2 separate regions of the Sus scrofa genome follow, and region 1 is linked to region 2. The links are chromatin contacts, called in public HiChIP or PLAC-seq maps. All regions are on one chromosome and are shown on one strand. The core of a region is the stretch at or near the end of the contact, and the rest is flanking DNA. Distances in the headings are between cores, read along the strand shown.

Region 1 (2,980 bases), core at 75-2,574, 130 kb before region 2:
TCCTGCAAAGGTGAGTTGGGGTCAAAGTGACATAATGCCCAGAAGACACCACCATGGAGCCTGCCGTGTGGTGGTTGACACGTGGTAGCTTTGACCAGTCTCAGGGATGTTGATTGATTTATCGCTTCTTTTAGGGCCACACCAGCACATGGAAGTTGCCAGGCTAGGGGTCAGATTGGAACTGCAGCTGCTGGCCGCCTGTTTCCTCTGAGCCACAATGGGGACTCCGTACATAAGTCATTTTAAAAGGAAACAGGAAAACTTTATCTACAAGTGCGTTTTTCCAGAAGCCAATTCCCATGTCACTTTCGTCCAAAATTATAGTTAGGAATGGATATACCCCGTGTCACCCTACTTGAGCTTCTCTCAAAAATCTTTTGTTGTTTTTCTCTGGAGGGCAGTAGCTTGCCTTTTTTTTTTTTAAGGATTTAAAATTTATCTAGAATTATTTAGAGAACTTGATTTTATTTCTGGTAATACAGGTGCGAAGCAAAGCAGGGGTACTTCCAGATATTTTGACGCCCTTTTGGGTTTTTTCATGGTGGGGCTACTTTTAAGCATGTGAGAGGTTTTAGCCAGTTTGTAGGTAATAATGTGATACATGGTGTTTTAACAGTTGTCAGATTGATAAATATACATGTAAATATGTCTTACCAAGTTGCATATTCTTGCGTTTTTGAGGCAATTACAAATGTGGGCTACGGATACGTATTTTTTTAAAAGCCTAAGACAACAAAGTGTAGAATAGATGCTTAATCTTTCCTAACATTAATCGCAATTATGAGCGACTCGATTTGGTGGCAGCTCAGGTGCTCACGGCGCTCCGTTTCCTTTTCCTCCAGGACACACAGCTAGGGCTTAGGCGAGAGGCTTTGCTCTGTGCCCAGGCCTCGTCTGTAAAACCGTCTCAGCCACCTGGTCCTGGGAGCTCTTTCCCCATCTGCTGGCTGCACGCACAGGAGGCCGATCCCGGGAAGATGGCAGAGCCTCACGGTGGAAGGAGCCTGGGTTCTCACTCTTTCAAGGAGAGCGTTGTGATAAGGAAAATTGTTAACAGTAAGCCCTTGAGGCCTGGGGATGTGTCTGGAACAGCAGCCAGTGTTGCTCTAACAGTAGCTCTCGTCTGATCTGATCGCAAAGAAGAAACCTGTATTTGTTTACACAGAGTAGTGCTGATTTAAACAGACCTGGAGACCAGGTTACCCCAGTTCAGCTCCTCCCTCTGGCGCCCCCAGCAGTGTGACCTTGGCACGGCTTAACCCCTGTCTAATGACGGAAGGCCTCTCCTCCTAACCCTTCTGGCTGCTGCTGATATTTTGAGCTCCTCCCGCCCCTGCCTCCCTGGCGACGGCTGGTCAAAGGCAGTGCTGGCCCACCGTGCAAAGTGCACTGGGACATGTTTTGGAAATCAAATCCCTGACACGCCGTGACCTGAAATGAATGGCGATGAAAAGGGAGGAGTGTAGCGTGTCCCCCCCCCCCGCCCCGCCCTGTATCTGGCTGGGTCCACTGGGTGGAAGGGTGCCTTCTGAGATAGAGGTGCTGGGGGAGCACAGTGAGCTTGGGAAGCAGGGGTGGTAGGAAGGTGAGTCTGATGAGGCATCTGGGGGGCCGAGGACAGACCGGCGGAGATGATCAGCCCGAGGGAACTGGAGCTAAGAGAGGCCAGGGTTTGGAAGCTGGCAGCCAAGTGGTGGCATCGAAGCCCTGGGTGTGGAATGAGATCCTCCAGGATAGGGACATATGAGGCCCTCAACTTCAGGGGCTCTAAGCAAGTTCTGAGGTGTCTGGTGTCGCTGAGGCAAAGACCGCCCTTTGAGCATCACTAGTGCAGGAGAGACCACCTCCAAGACAGAAAATGCTGCCTCCCCAGAGATCCTGCCGTCTTTCTCCCTGACATTTTATTATAAAACTTCCCCAACAGACAAAAGGTTTTTACTGTGAAAAATCACACCCACAAACGAGCCCCACAGTTAACATTTTGCCGTATTTGCTTCTTCGCAGTGTCTTTCCATTCCTTCCTCCATGCATTTGTCCGTCTGTTTTTATGCACTTGAGAGTAGCGTGACCTCAGCACACTCCACCTTCAAATGCATCAGTGTGCTATTAACTAGGACTCAGTGTTTGTTTATGAATTTCAGGTAAATTTTACAAAGCTTGAAATGCACAGGTCTTGAGTGTGCTGTTCAAGACATGTGACAAATATATGCACCTGTTTGACCCAAAGACTTGTCAAGGTGTGGAAGGTGACCCTTCCCCAGGAAACTCCCCGAGCTTCCCAGTCGATACCCACTTCCCGCCAATATCCAGAGGCAACTTCTGGTCTGATATTTTCACCATACGTCATTTTACTTATTTAAACACTATATAAACGGAATCGCACCGTTTGAACGCTGCGTGTCCGGCTTCTTTCCAACGTTATGATGTTTTAAAGGATCATCCCTGCTGTTAAGAGGGTCATTTCTTGCTTTGAATTGTTGAGCGAGCGTTCCTTCGTGTGCCTACCGTGTCTGTGCGTCCCCTTTTTGCTGGTAGGAGTTAAAGCTGCTGTGAATCCTGGTACACGTGTTTCTGTGAGGATGTGTTTTTATTTCTCTTGAATAAATATTTCAGAATGGAGTTCCTGGGCCCCAGGACAGCTGCCTGTTTAGTTTTAACAGAAACGGGCCTTTTTTGGGAGAGGCTGTGCCGTTTCTTACTCCCACCAGCAGGGTTTGAAAGCCGGGTCCCTCTGCAGCGCCCCCCCCCCCCCCCCCCCCCCCCCCCCCCCCCCCCCGAGATGTGGTGCTGCCGAGGAGACAGCAGGGGTCTGTTGTGTCCTCAGTGATGCTAATTTGCATTTCCACCGTGACAGTAAGTGGGGTGCCTTTTCTAGTGCTATGGGTCATTTATTTGCCTTTGGTGAAGTATTGGCTTGAATATTTTGGCCATTTTTATTAGGTATCTATCTCTATTAAATAGATATACCTCTCTCCTAGAT
Region 2 (2,976 bases), core at 168-2,667:
GCAGTGATTTTCCACTTTGGCGGTGCCTCCTGACCCATCAGCCTCATCCTCATCAGCTTCGGGACAAAGATGCCAGTGCCATCTCCAAGCTCAGGCATGGAAGCTGCAGGAGACTGATGCCAAGAACAGATTCCGGGCTTTACCGAGCACTTGGTGGGAGGTGGGCTCATGCAGGGGCTTTTCAAGCACTGTCTTCTTACTCTTCACAACAGCCACGGCACCTGCTACCCATTACTGCTCCCATTTCACAGATGAAACAATAGCCTCAGCCATGACTTACTTGCCCAAGGTCACACAACCAACATGGACCTATTTGAAATCAGGTTTGCCTCTCTGTGTGTATTTCAACAACCGTCCTATACAGCTTCCTTCCCTCGCAGCAGACAGCTGCCCGGATGGGCCAAAGGCTGGAGAACCTAAGCTCCAGCTCATCCCTCCCTCCCTACAACGGAGCCCCCCGCCCCCGTGTCCCCAGCAGAGGAGCAGCTCCACCTGCTCCTACGCAAAACAGCAAACAGCCTCCACCCGGTGCCCGGAGGTATTAGTGAGAAAGCCCCCCCTCTGCCTCATGACAGGGGGCAGGACCACCCGCTGGGCTTTAGGCTGTGGCGTCTCACAGACCAGGAACTAGAGCTGGCTCTGTGCCCCTGGCAGGATTACTGAACCTCTCTGAGCCCCAGAGTCACCATCTACACAATGGGAATGATGATAATATCTACCTCAGAGGTTGTTGCAAGGACTGAAAGAGAAAACACTTGATAAGCAGAAGAGCTGGGAGTTCCCATCACAGCTCAGCGGTAACAAACCAAACTAGTAATCATGAGGACACAGGTTCAATCCCTGGCCTCACTCAGTGGGTTAAGGATCCGGTGTTGCCATGAGCTGTGGTGTGGGTCACAGACGCATCTCAGATTCTCTATGGCTGTGTCTGTGGCCAGCAGCTACAGCTCTAATTTGACCCCTGGCACCTCCATATGGCACAGGTGCGACCCTAAAAAGCAAAAAAAAAAAAAAAAAAAAAAAAGGCAGAAGGGCTTCCTGACAATGTGAGAAATAGTTCATTATTCATGTCATTGAGTGATCTATAGTATATTTCTTCAGCACCATTAACCACCAAGCCAGTCTCTTGCGGGGAGGGTCACGCTATCTAGCCTGAGAGGCTGGGCTGACAGTGCCCCCTGGTGGACACGTCTTGAACTGCACCAGATAATTTTGACCTAACAGAGAAAGAGCATGAGTCAAAATTCAGCTTTATTTCTTCCATTTTAGGCACCAGTATTTCAGCATATACCACTTAAGAGCAATGATATACTCTTGCATAACAGTCCAACAATGAAAATCAGGAAACATAGCATCGATACAATGCCATGAGCCAGTCCACACAATCCATTCACAATTTGCAGTTAGCAGCATGGTGCTCTTTCTAGGCAACTGCTTCCCTCCAGGGTCCCAAAAGAAGTGTGACTGCTGGGTCTCTTCGGTCTCCCTTCATCTTGAACCACTTCTCAGCCTTTGTCTTCTGCGACCTTGACGCTTAGAGCTCAGGCCAGTTACCGCGCAACCTGTCCCAGCGCGCGGACGAGCCGCTGCTCCTCTCGGCTGGATTCCTGTTGCGTGTTTGTCGGGAATTTCACGGGCATCAGTTATGTCCTTCTCGGGCGTGCCATGTTTGTCCCAGCCCTGGTGGTCACTGCGCATGTGTCTGCGAGCGTGTGGGAGCCGAGCAGCGCGCCGTCACACTGCCAGTCGGGCTCCTCAGCTCGGGCTCCGTCAGAGCTCGGGGCGCTGCCGCAAAGCAAGACCCCTAGGCAGGGGCATCCTTGGACCCTGCGGTCTGGCTGCCCACGGGTGGCGGCCGGGTCGCCTTCATGGCACAGCAGTCCAGCTGCCCAGACCCCCCCCAAACCCCACTCTTTCTGCTTCACCCTTTTCTAGCTACTTTTTTTTAAAAACCGTTTTCATTCCACAGAGGACACGTCATCTGTGCTTTAACTCAAACATTTCAGCCGAAGCTCAAGTCCTCTGTGACATCCACTGCTCCCCTTTCCCTCCCCCTCTTTCAGAAGGAGCCAGTTCTCAGTTTGGTGAAAGGGGGGGAGGGAGGGAGGGAGAGAGAGGGGGGGAGAGAGAGAGGGAGGGAGAGGGGGGAGAGAGAGGGAGGGGGAGGGGGGAGAGAGAGGGAGGGGGAGGGGGAGAGAGAGGGAGGGGGAGGGGGGAGAGAGAGGGAGGGGGAGGGGGAGGGGGGGAGGGGGGGAGAGAGACGGAGGAAGAGAGAGAGGTGGGGGAGAGAGAGGGAGAGAGGAGCGAGGGAGAGGTGGGGGGGGGAGAGAGCGGGAGAGGGAGGGAGAGCGCGTGCTTCACTGCTGGGGTTGTAAGTACCATGGCGCGAGTTCTCTTTCTACAAATGGTCACTGTAAGTCCGTCTTGGAGAAACGTAGCGGCAGGACGCAGACACTGGGCTCAGTATTCTCGACCGCGTCACCACCTTCCAGCAGGCGGCCACACGAGTGGCTGTGGAGCTGACCCCTGTGGCTGGACACCTTGCTTTGCTATTACGAACCTCGCTGCGGGGCACCCCATCAAGGACTCTTCCAGGGAAAGGGGCACTTCCCGGATGTGGGGCCACTCCTGGGGCGCCACGTCCCCCGAGGGGCTGCCTCACGGGGATGGGGAGGGCCCAGGGGCCCTGAGATCTGCAGGCCGCCTGGGACCTCGGGGAGCACCTGGGCTGGGCCTTCAGTGTTTCTGGGGCTCTCAGGGTTCTGGGGCTGTGGGGAGTTCCCGCTCTGGCGCAATAGGTTGAGGGGCATGTCGGCAGTACCAGGGTGCAGGTCTGATGCCCAGCCTTGCCACAGAGGGTTGAGGGATCCGGTGCTGTGGCACAGGTCCCAGCTGCAGCTTGGATCTGAACTAACTCCATGCGCCGCAGGGCGGCCGAGGGGAGGGGAGGTTTTCAAGTGGAAACTCCTCAGGTTT

What was found. HiChIP or PLAC-seq counts read pairs in DNA pulled down with a chosen protein or histone mark.
Region 1: an H3K27ac HiChIP or PLAC-seq map of skeletal muscle shows a contact between it and region 2. The contact joins two enhancer-like sites. A contact is called at or near these places in 1 of 5 promoter capture datasets (liver), 1 of 47 Hi-C or Micro-C datasets (embryonic fibroblasts) and 1 of 2 datasets of contacts at active chromatin or transcription factors (skeletal muscle).

What each region holds. Positions count from the first base shown.
Region 1 is chr2:151,660,050-151,663,029 of Sscrofa11.1, reverse strand. No RefSeq gene overlaps it. Among named protein-coding and RNA genes, the nearest start is that of RBM22, 11 kb to the left of the region's middle. Within about 2 kb of position 1,324, at least 7 of the 83 cell types and tissues checked have an H3K27ac peak or open chromatin away from gene starts, as enhancers often do. A contact at or near this core is called in skeletal muscle, where this site is marked.
Region 2 is chr2:151,526,697-151,529,672 of Sscrofa11.1, reverse strand. No RefSeq gene overlaps it. Among named protein-coding and RNA genes, the nearest start is that of SYNPO, 43 kb to the left of the region's middle. Within about 2 kb of position 1,417, at least 16 of the 83 cell types and tissues checked have an H3K27ac peak or open chromatin away from gene starts, as enhancers often do. A contact at or near this core is called in skeletal muscle, where this site is marked.